Linked DNA regions of Rattus norvegicus: region 1 is linked to region 2. Evidence: chromatin contacts called from public Hi-C data. All regions are on one chromosome and are shown on one strand. Each heading gives the region's core, a stretch centred on a gene start, on an enhancer-like site or on the middle of the called end of the contact. The rest is flanking DNA. Distances are from core to core; before and after follow the strand shown. Region 1 holds the start of Osbpl3 (oxysterol binding protein-like 3). Region 2 overlaps Osbpl3 (oxysterol binding protein-like 3).

What was found. Hi-C and Micro-C count contacts between places; a contact is called where the count stands out from the background.
Region 1: a contact with region 2 is called in a Hi-C map of kidney, with 1.8 times the contacts expected there. The contact joins the promoter of Osbpl3 here to the enhancer-like site in region 2. A contact is called at or near these places in 2 of 12 Hi-C or Micro-C datasets (frontal cortex and kidney).

What each region holds. Positions count from the first base shown.
Region 1 is chr4:80,851,681-80,857,718 of GRCr8, reverse strand. It overlaps Osbpl3 (oxysterol binding protein-like 3), which reads left to right and starts at 3,550. Exons shown (of 24, transcript NM_001427811.1): 1 at 3,550-3,908. LOC120102268 (a long non-coding RNA gene) reads right to left here and starts at 3,505. Exons shown (of 4, transcript XR_005503558.2): 1 at 3,390-3,505; 2 at 45-147.
Region 2 is chr4:80,808,756-80,814,353 of GRCr8, reverse strand. The region is part of intron 2 of Osbpl3 (oxysterol binding protein-like 3); the gene reads left to right. Among named protein-coding and RNA genes, the nearest start is that of Osbpl3, 43 kb to the left of the region's middle. Within about 2 kb of position 3,978, at least 1 of the 93 cell types and tissues checked has an H3K27ac peak or open chromatin away from gene starts, as enhancers often do. A contact at or near this core is called in kidney, where this site is marked.

The DNA.
Region 1 (6,038 bases), core at 2,301-4,800, 44 kb before region 2:
CCCCCTGCTCCTCCTCCTCTTTCATTTTGGAGACAAGTTCTCACCTGGACTCACTATGTAGACCAGGTTGGCCTCACTGTTCTTCAGCCCTGGATGGTCCTCCAACACCATCTTTTATGCTCACACCGTTCTGTCAGTAATAGCTTCCTAGAAAACAGAGTTAAGACTTTTGAGTCCTAATTGAACCAGCTTTGGCTTACTCCTGTTGTCTGCCATGAGTCAGGGAAGAGAATAGCAGCAAATAAAGCATGCAGGCCAATGCTCGCTCCCCACCGAAGACAGTGAGCTCATACAGGACAGTGGTTGCTCCCTACAGGAAGACTGTGAGCCAATGCCTTTTCTCCACAGGAGGTCTGTGAGAGCAGAAACTCTATTTCTATAGTGCATACACACCAAGGCACTACACAAATTGCTCTTACACAATCATAGTTAATCCTTAGACAGCCTCAAGAAATGGTATTACTAGGATTCCCATTATGCAAATAGGTTTAGGGAAGCAAAATTTGCCCTAGGTTCAAAATTTGCCCAGAATCCTAGCCCTAAGTAAAAACGTCTGCTGTCTCCTGATTGGTGACACTGGCTATGTGCTGGGCCGGTAGTTTTTGGTTAAGAACCCTCCAGTGGTCTTTGGACAATGCTGGAGATTTTTTTGGTTGCTACAACTGGGTAGGATAGACAGGCACTGGACATCCCTGCACGTAAACAAAGAATTATTGGGCCCAAAATGTCAATCACACTGAGGTTGGTGGGGACTCCTCTGTCTTAGTCTACGTAGCAATTGTTTTCAGACAAAACAATTCATGCAGCCCAATAAGCATAATGACTATTTCCATTTCACCCAGTAGGAAAGGGGATTGCTTAACCAGGAGGCATCATGGGAAGACAAGAAGCCTCCCCTTCTAGGAGCCTATGTAGCTCTTGCCTACACTCGATTATAACTGCTTTCTTTACTGTAAAAACATGTAAGTTCAGGCAGCCCCTGCTTAACTCCTAGGAACTTCAGAGGCTAAAAGGATTCAGTCAGACTAGGGAGAGTCTCATGGGGTAAAGACACTTGCCACTAAGCGTGAGCTTGATCCCCAGGACCCGCATGGTGGGAGGAGAGAACCAACTTCTTCAAGTTGTTCTCTGACCTTCACATATATGCAGTGGCATGTACACACATACACACACACACACACACACACACAATTGATAAATGTAAAAGAAGAAAAGCATTAAGCTAATGTAGAAAAACACTGCAAGGGGGTAGAGCCTCTGGAAAGATCAACAGCCATTTGTTCAGCTCTTCAGAGAAGAAGACTCTAGAAACTTACGAGGCAACCATTGATCTTTCCCTAGTACATTCAGATCATTGCGCTAAAATAAGATTGCGGGGAGGGGGGAGCTAATTTTAGGAATGGTAACGAGCTTTTGCAAGATAATTAACTCTGCGTGGGTTTCAACTTTAATCTTTCCCCTCTTGATTGGTAGGAGCAGAGCGCCTGGAAGTTTATTTAGAAGAGGAAGTGAAACTGAAAAGACTCGCTGAGATTCCTCTTCCTGGGAGGCAAGGCGGTTTGAATATGAACAAATCTCTCATCCTGACTTATTAACTGCCTTCAGTACTGACAGGAACACACCATCAGCTTGGGAGAAAGAGAAGAAAAATCCAAGGAAAGGATGTCAGTTTAAACAAGAAAACCATAGCTTTCTGTCCAACCTTTGGCTACCAGGCCATTTGGTGCAGGCTCTGACCTCGTTGGGTTCCGGGTAGCTATGAATTAGGCTCAACACACACACACACACACACACACACACACAAATATATGTATATGTAGTTCTGTAATTGTGTAATCTGGAGTATGAACTCTGCAGATGATAAACATAGTTTACAAAGTCCAAAGGTTGACTTCCCCTGCAGTAAAGACATTTCTTTGGGATAAAAGGTCCGTCTCCTGTAGGAAAGCTAACCCAGATGCAACAAGATGATCGGGAAGTGGGGAGAGGAAAAGAGGAAGAGAGGATGTCTTAAGAAAGAGTTACTAGAAGGGAGTGTGACTCAGGCACCTGAGCTGGGCGTGGGCAAGGTGCCTCAGGCCTGCTCCTCAGTTGGTGCTCCTTCCTGTTTGCAGCAGTTTAGGAAGCCCAGCACCATTCATACTAAGATCACCAACCAAGTGCTAGGGGCTCACAACATTTAGAGAATCTGCCTTAGCCAGACTTCCCTGGCCACCTGCCAGAGCCAAAGCAGACAGTCCCAGAGAGTGTATCCGTGGAAGGTTCCAGAAAGTGAATATCCAAATGTAGTGAATGAAACGTGGTTTATATAGATGTGGGAAAGAGCCTCAGACACATTAATTCAGGGTCAGACTGGCAATGTCAGTGGCGGTTGGTAGCCGGCGGCTGGTTTATGTACTTGGCATTCTGGAACATCTAGAGTGTCAGCTGAACCAAAGGAGTCAGCATGCCCAGTTCGGTGAGGAAGGCCAGATGGATCTTAAAGGGGTTTAATTCTTACCATCCGCAGTTCCTACTGCCTGAGAGCTGCCGAGTTCTTCCTCTTTTGGGAGGACTTTGGGAAGTCCTCCTAGAGGCCTTCAGGGGCTACTCCCATCACCCATTCCTTCCAAAGCTCTCTGCATGGCACTGTCTCCGTGCTAACAGTTCACCAACGTTTTCCTGATTATGTATGTATGTATACTCTCTTTGGTTTATCGTCTGCTCCCTCTCTAAAATGTAGGTTCTGAGAGGGCAGAAACCCTGTGTGCCTTTACCGCAGGTGCAGGGTCCCATCTGTTCCTGGCATTTATCATTCTCTGCCCACCGGGCCACCTGCGGCGCTGGACTCATGTGCGATTTGCAAATTGACCTCAAATTATCAGTGACTGGCGTCCAAGCTAGGATTCTGGCAAGTGGGCAGTGAAGTCGGATGGGCCTGGACCTCTAGCCAGATGCTCCTGCGTTTCGTAACTACATTGTGTCTTCTTTTCTAGTTCATGAACCGGGACTGTAACAACAACAACAACAACAACAACAACAACAACAACAAAAACAAAAACAACAACAACAACACCTTTCTCCCCTCCTGTCTCCTCTGTAACCCCTCTCCAATCTAGAAAACTGCTTCTGGGGGGCCAGGTCCCTAGTGTCCGAACCCAGTTTTAGACATCTTGTGCCTAACCCCCTTGGCTCACACACATTTCTCCTTTATTCTCAGCCCTTTTCAGTGTTCAGGTGATTATTGTCCGTTGGACTACTTGAGTCCCCTGGAATCTTCTCCTTAAAACAGCTCCTTCTGCGCGAACCTCAACTTCCTCCTAAGTCATTCAAAAAATATTTACTAAGAGCCTAGGGGCGCACACAGCCCTGGGATGCTGGGAGCCGCTGCCCCGCCCAGCCACACCTACCATCACCCTCCGCCCCTGCACACGCCCTGAACCCTTGCTGGCGTCACGGAATCCGCCTGCAGCTTCCAAGTCCAACGCCTCACCGCCTTTCCCGGATGACTCCTGATTGGTGGGAGTGGGAGCCACTCTGCTGCCCCCCGCCCTTTTCATATTGTTCCGCCCCGTGGAGAACTCAGGCTCCTCCTCCTAGCTCCCTCCCCTCGCCCCAGCTCTTCAGCTAATTGCCCGGCAGCGCGCGCCCTAAAGTTCTAGGCAAAGTATTGAGAACTGGTCGCCGGATCGCACACTGGCCAGTGGCACGGGACCAGGGACCCCAGCACCAGGAGAACTGGTGCGGGGCGCGGGCTCCCGCCCACCATCTGTCGACAAGCAGCGCTCGGCGCCCCAGTCTCCTGCGGCTGGTTCTGGAACTGCCGTCGGCTGAGACTTGCTTGGGACCCGAGAAACCGGGTTTGTGTCCTTCCCGGTCTGAAGCAGGCACAGGGGAACCGAGCAGTGTCTCCAGCAGTGAACACTCAGGTGAGCAACAGGGCGTCCGCCAGGCTGGGGTTGAGGTGTAGTGGGGGCTCCGGGAAGGTTCGGGGATGCAGCCATTCTCTAGGGTTCAGAGTGTGTCTGTGGTGATCCCTGGAAGCCCCGGTCCACGGGGCAGACCTGAGACTAGGAGGTCGCCTGCGGTGGGTGTAAGGGCCAGTTTTCTGTGATGAAGCACTCTGGCGTTGCTCATCCTGGAGTTACAGCCTAGCGGGGATGGACCGGGAAGGAGAGGATCTTAGGAGCCTGCGTGCGGGTGCATGAGGATGCCGCGCAGAGGAGCTGTCCCGGGCACAGCCTGGCGCGGTGCCGGGGCGGGAGGCACAGGAAACCTGTTTAATTGGGCCAGGAGGGAGGCTTTACCACATCCGAGAGCTTGGAGCCCGGCGGTGCAGGCACCTCGCTCTTCCGCCTCCCCAGCCAGGTCACAGCGCTCCACCGTGTCTAAACTGGGACCGAGAGCACCCTTCCCTTGGGGCTTCAAGCACTCAGCGGGCGTTTGCTGCCTCTGGCGTCGCCCGTGGCATTGTCTTGTGTCTTTCAGACACTTCTTAACCAGCCTTGTGCCTCCCAGACTGTTGGAGCTGAGAGGGACATAAAGTTGTTTCTCACCTTGTCTCTGGGTACTGGGCTGGGGCATTGGAGCCCCCTCGGATGTCGCAGTGTCCTAGGAATCTGATTACTGGATGAGGACCTTTAGGTACTGTATTTTATTTACGCTGTACCTGCAAAAGATGGTTTCAGAGACGGGCAAGCATAGGTCTGACTTTAGGTCATGCACACTCAACCCTTAAAGCATCATAGAAGGTGAGGACCTCCTTTTGGCCGCCGGAGACCTTCAGACAGATTGCAGTGCATCCAAACTAAATGTCCATTCTCCCCATCAACTCCACACTGCACTGTTTGCAGCTCTTCACAGTGCTTAAAGCTGCCTGGAGTCATCTGCTTGCTTTTTCCATCTACCAGCCTTCTTCCGCTGCTAGGATGCAAAGTCCTGGGAAAACAGAGCCCAGGTCCTATTCCTCGGTCTATCTATCCTCAGTGTTAAGAATGCAGCCTACCCACACTACACACTACACATTTATGGAATGAGTAAACGTTAACGTCTTCATAATCCGAGAATATTGATTTCACAGCTGGTTTGGATTTTCATCTTTTTTTCTTTTTTTTTAATTGGGAAAATTAATAAATGGCAGTAACTCGTGCTGATGAGCACCCACTAACCATCAAGGTGTTTGCTGGGAGCTTTGTGCATATAGATGATCACTGACATCATAGTAGTTTGATTAGCTAGATTTTTTAAAAGTCTCCTATTTTAGATGTATTGTGTGTGTGTGTGTTCACAACCTCGTGCGTGTGCATACAGGTGTGTGATGGTTAGAGGACTTTAGGAGCCCCCCCCCCCCCCCCCGTGGGATCCAGGTATCAGGCTTGCTAACAGCTGCCTTTTACTCAAGGACCCGTCCCTCTGACCCAAGCTACACATTTTTAACATTTAAGGCTCTTGTGGGTTAACCAGTTGTCCTAAGGTTATCTGGGCAGTACTATGACTCTAGCCTCTTTTTTATTATGAAGAGTTACTTATTTTTAAATAACTAATTAATTAATTCTATCCCAAATGATGCCCCTTCCAGCCACTCCTTTTTTTTTTTTTTTTTTTTTTTTTGGTTCTTTTTTTCGGAGCTGGGGACAGAACCCAGGGCCTTGCGCTTCCTAGGCAAGCGCTCTACCACTGAGCTAAATCCCCAACCCCGGGTTAGTTACTTCTAAGAGATGAAAATATGGTTTCCACTTTCACAGGCAGTGGACATGTTGTTCCGCTGAAAGAGTCACCGTTTAATCCCTGAGATCCATTTTCGGTAATGACTAATAGTTGTAGGCCAGATAATAGCAGACTGCACAGGACGAATTATGTCATAATCTTGACAGGCTCTGTCACCTGAGGAAACTACAGCTAGGTTCAGGAATTTGCCTTGGGCCAGTAGCACTTCCCTGAGTTCTTCCTTATCTCTCTGACTCTAAACCCTTAGCACCTTCCCTCATACTCTGATGTCTCTTGTCCCACTGTTTAATCGGTGTTAAGCCAGTGACGGAGCCCAGTGGTAAGATGTGCTA
Region 2 (5,598 bases), core at 2,729-5,228:
TGTGTTTTCGTGCACCTGAGCAGCACACAGGTCACTAGAAGAGCCGGCTTCCTTTGATGAGCCACACCGAGGCAAACACTTAGTATACACAGAAAGTATTTTTCTCGGGGACTGTCCCTCATCTGATACTTCAATGGCGGTGCTTTTAACATCTTCCTGCATCCTTGAGGGCTGAGGTAATGGTTCTTAGTAGGACTATCCTCAACATTCAAGCAGGTGGGCATGTATTCAGTACAGAGGTAGAATTAAGATCCTGGGATGTTATTTGCAAAAAGAAAAGATGGAGGCGGTCCATCCCATAGGATGGATGATAGACAGTCCCTCAGGGTCAGAAGAGGGGCTCGTAAGGATCACCAGTGCACCACGCCTTTGCTGCCATAAGTCACAACTTCATTATCATTTTGTCTGTGAAAGGTTCTTCGGTGACTCAGCTGTGGTCTTTGACTTGTTGAGAGGGTCCTTCTATTAGTGATGAGTTAAGTCTGGGGCATTCATGGCTGTCTGGAAGCCTAAACCCTGCCTCTGAGTAGGATGAGTTCCATTTCTTCAGTGCAGAAGTAGAGGAAGCTGGCATCTTCTGTCATCAATACTCCAAATAGCTGAATACAGTAACTCCAGCTTCTCCTTCTTCTTTTAAGCCCTTTGTGGGGAAATGGGGTGGGGATGGTTGAATTTTGACACAGCATCTCTCTAGGTAGCCCTGGCTGTCCTGGAACTCACTCCATAGACCAGGCTGCTCTCAAGCTCACAGAAATCCACCTGCCTCTGCTTCCCAAGTGCTGGGATGAAAGGCCTGTGCCACTACATCCTGTAAGACATTCTTTTTGGGTCAGTGCTCCCAGCCCAGAGAAAGCTCTGTGTGTGTGTGTGTGTGTGTGTGTGTGTGTGTGTGTGTGTGTGTGTTGTGTATGTGGTGTGTGTGCGTGTGTGTGTATATGTGGTGTGTATGTGGTGTAAGAGAGTGTGTGTGTGTGTGTGTGTGTATGTGGTGTGTGTGCGTGTGTGTGTATATGTGGTGTGTGGTATGTGTGGTGTGTATGTGGTGTAAGAGTGTGTGTGTGTGTGTGTGTGTGTGTATGTGTGCCTAACCTCAGGAAAGCTATGACCTGTAATCCGTCCTGCTGTCATCTTCAGCTCAGGGTTTCTCTGAGGGTCTGTCAGTTGCTATATGCTATTCAGAGCTAGTTGTTTATTTTTATTTTCAGTAAAATATTTAGAACTGAGAATTGGATTTTAAATGACAACTATTCTTAGTGTTCAATTTCTGATATAATCTCCTAATCTTGAAGTACACTGATGGAGGGAAGGTATGCATACTGTGGAATCATCAGCATCCATCCCATAATCTGGTATAAGAGAAACATGTAACCACACACACACACACACACACACACACACACACACACACACACATTCGTATGTTCCTATATCCACATTCATGTACACATGCATATGTACATGTATATGTACATATTAACATACATATAACCATATAGGCAGGCATAGATATATACTTATACACAGATACACAAATATACACATATACATGTGCACAAGTGTATGTATAGACATATGTATATACACACATATACATGCATTTATAGTAGCTATATATACCTATATATTCTGTTCATGCCATAGTTTAGTGTATAGCTTATTTTTACAAATGATTTATTTTTACCTTTGTGCATGTGTGCTTGTGTGCATGTGTGTGCGCGTGTACTCATGGAGGCCAGAAAAGGGCATCAGGTCCCCTGGAGTGGAACTACAGGTGATAGTGAGCTGCCTGGCATGAATGCTGTGACCTGAACTTGGTCCTTGCTATAACAGTAGAAGTGCTTGTAACCACTGAGGCATTTCTCTAGTGGCCATGTAGCTTATATCAATGTTAAAGTTTTAGGCAGTGTTCTACAATCTACTCAGAAACAGTGACTCTTAGATACTTTCCCTCTTCCATGGGTGGAGAGGGAAGTTATGTGGTTAGATGTTTACTGCTCTAGTTGGTGGCATAAATTTAGGAGAGCAGTGTAACTTTAATTTTTTCAAAAATGTGTTAATTTCCTTTTTAGCCCACTATCCACCAGAGGTAGTGGGAAAGAAAGGACACAGGGGAAGTGGACCTGCTTAGAAAGGTTCTTTGGAGCAACTTCCATTTGTGCTGTCTGGAAATCATCAGTTCAGTTCACAGGTCATCAGCAGCAGCTCGATCCACTCACAAACACTTCATGGATAGAGTCGGGATAGCAAACACGAATCACCAGTGGTGGCACTACTTCTCAGAGACAGCCAGGCCTCAGCCTCAGCTCGAGTCAGCAGGATGGGCCAAAGGAACACCAGGAGAAGTTCTCTGCCGTGCCTCTCTCAGGGAAGCAAAGATCGGTGAAGACACAAGACCCATAAGTGTTGCACAGCTAGCTGTACCAGCAAGCCAAGCTCTGTCTCCATCACTCTGTCCCGTTTATATCCACCAAATACCACGTGTTTTTGCCTTAGCACATATCTTGTCTCAGCTGACATCACTCTGCCAATCAGCCAGAGTCTGAGGAAGTGTCAAGAAACTGCAGCATACCACCAGAAGGCTTTTGGTGTGTTTCTCTCTATGGTGTCCCAACAAATGGAGCTCAAGTATACAGTGTAAGGCGGACTAATACATGCGTGTTATTAATGAAGAATCCTTTTTCACGTGTTTTTTCATGTGCTTGCTTTAGCAGGACTTCCTCTCTCCTGTGTCTGCTTCAGCTAAATGTTCCTCCAGGAGTCTCCCTTAGTTTTTCACCTATGTCCACTTAAACTAAACGTTCCTTCATGTGTTTGCCCCAGAAGAACACCATCCAACTGACTTTCCAAAGAATCCTTAAGTTTCCACTTCAGAGTGAGCGGCACCTGGAAATGAGACGGACTGAAGTCTCGTGTAATAGCCAACTGTATTCAGAGTATCAGGCAGTTTAGACTCTGAGGGTTAAGAAGAATCACACGAATGAGGTATTCAATCACAGGGACAGGCCACATATGGCAAAAACATGCTTTTCCGTAGAGACACATGAATAACAGCAGCTGAAGGAAACTCACTCCTGTCTGCTACACCAGGAAGAGCACAAAAACACATTCCGAGAACAGTTCTGTGTTTTGAAGAAACTGAGGTCCCAAGTTTCCTGTTTTCTTGGAGTTTTTCTCACAAGCACTCAGAATTCTCACACAATTCTATTCTTGGTTTGTGTTCCAACCATTAGAAATAAAACAGTATGCTCAAATATGACTTTGAGAGTCATATCATGTGAGTCACTGTGCAAAAGTTCTGCTGTGAACTGAGCGTGTGTGACTTCCCAAGTGTGTGTCCTTAGGAGCATCAGAGGGCAAAGGCATCAGCTGGGAAGGCAACCCCAGTTCCGTGAGCTTCCAGTACAGCTCCACAAATCTGTAGACATTGGAGTCATCCTGGAACTCACCATCCGGAATCCCATGTTCTCTGCTTTGACTCAGTTTTGGAAGGAGGATAGTGAGCAGTCACACCCCGCATGCCTCAGTTCTGCTTTTACTTTCTAAATTCCATTTCACAGACTCACAGGAGCTTCTGAAGGGACCTTGGGGTCTTCAGTCCAACAACCGTGGATGGGCTGCCCCTCCTCCAATGGCTTGACCATCTCAGGGTTGGACAATCTCCAGCTTTGTCTGGAGATCCCCGGGCATTGCTAGGAGTCGGTGGTCCAATGTCCTGTAGTGTAGGACTGTCCTCTTTGCTGTGGTGACTTAAAGATATGGCGGGATCATGATGTGATTGGAGGAGCTGTTGTTCTCATCCTGAGAACAAACCAAAGAGCCCGTTTTAGAGGACGGTTGCTTGGTAGGGAAAAGAGAAAGAAGACAGACCTTTGGAATCTGACCCAAAGCTGAACCCAGAGATGGAGTCTAGTCTATTCCTTTCCCTCTGGCCTCTCACCCCTCACACTTGCTGACAGCGCTTGAACCCGGAGCAGGCGAGAGCATCCAGGAGCTGAGCAGAGGAGGGCCCTGTGTACCTTGAGAGCTCCCTTGGACACAGGTAGCCCACACAGGCAAATGAAGCCTTCTGTTGCTTGAGAGTCCAAAGTCTTACAACTGTTCTCTGGTTCTTTTGTTTAAAGAAAGATCTCTTAGTTAAGCTTAGCCTTTTTAATTAAAAGAAAGCATTCGCATCATTTCCCTCATGGGAACTCACAGCTAAAATACAACTAAAGTTTTTATCCAACCACCTCTTCATATTAAAAAAAAACTGAGAAATTTACCTCTTCACATACTCTGGTATTTTATTGTATTTTTTTAGTAGCCATAGTAGGGAAGCGGGTAAGTAAAAGGACATGTGATAGAGAATGTTTAAGCTCTGGGCTTAATCCTCCGCTCTAGAAACCAAACTTCTAATCCTGGAAGTCCCCTCCCTAGACGAGAGGCAGCCCATGTATACTCCGGTTGCCTCTGAGAGAGCATGACAGGCATAGCTGTGTGTGACTGGTTTGTAAAAGGTTCTGTGGATTCTGCCTACTGCTCTTGGGACACTAGCTCTGGGGAGGCTGGCTGACATGGAGAAATATAACTTCCCTCAAAGAGATGCCCGTGTAGGAGACGCCGCTTGTAGCCACTTTAGCCCATAGCCCGGCTAAGGTCTCAGTTCCTATCATCAAGGAGAAGGGTGAGGGAGCTGTCTCAGCCAGCCATCCACCTGAGTCTGCAGAAGACTCCAGCCACGCCTGGAGAAGGGTTATAGTTTCGTGGGAAACCCTGACTCAGCATTGTCCAGCCCAGCTGTTTCTGAATTCTTGAGCTTCAAGTTATGAGCCAAGTAAAAATGGGTTGTTTCAAGCTATGTTTTAAGGTACTTTGCTCCTTAGTAACTGGAGGACATGATGTGCTAAGAAATAAAAATATTTAAAGTCAATGGTGTCGCAGTCTGAGACATAGTCTGTGCCTTGCTTTGTTTCTGAATAGTTAGATTTGAACCTTATGAACAATGAACATTTTCTCCCTTTTCAGTACTAGGGCTAGAATCCAGGTCTCTCATGTGCTAGACAAGTGCTTATTAACCCAACAAGCCCGCCCCCTGCTGAAGGAACTTTTGGTCAATTACCGAGGCTACTGAGGATGCTAAAAGCAAAGATGTAAAAACACCGTAACAACACAGGAAGACTGGAAGCCCCAATAACCGGACCCTCTTCTTCCTCGAGAAGAGAAGGGTGCAGTCTCTCCTCTCCCTGCACTATTTTATATGTGATGGTTTGAATGTGCTTGGCCCAGGGAGTGGCACTGTTAGGAGGTGTGGCCTTGTTGGAGTAGATGTGGCCATGTTGGAGGAAGTGTGTCATCGTGGGCGTGGGCTTTAAGACCCCAATGCTAGCTCCCTGGAAGCCGGTCTTCTCCAGTTTGCCTTCAGAACAATATGTAGAACTCTCAGCTTCTCCTGTTTGCCTGGACACTGTCATGCTTCCCGCCCTGATGATAATGGGCTGAACCTCTGAACCTGTAAGCCAGTCCCAGTTAAATGTCCTTATAAGCGTTGCCTTCGTCGTGCTGTCTGTGCACAGCAATAAAACACTAAGACGAGATCCAAAGGGTTCTACCACAAATTAG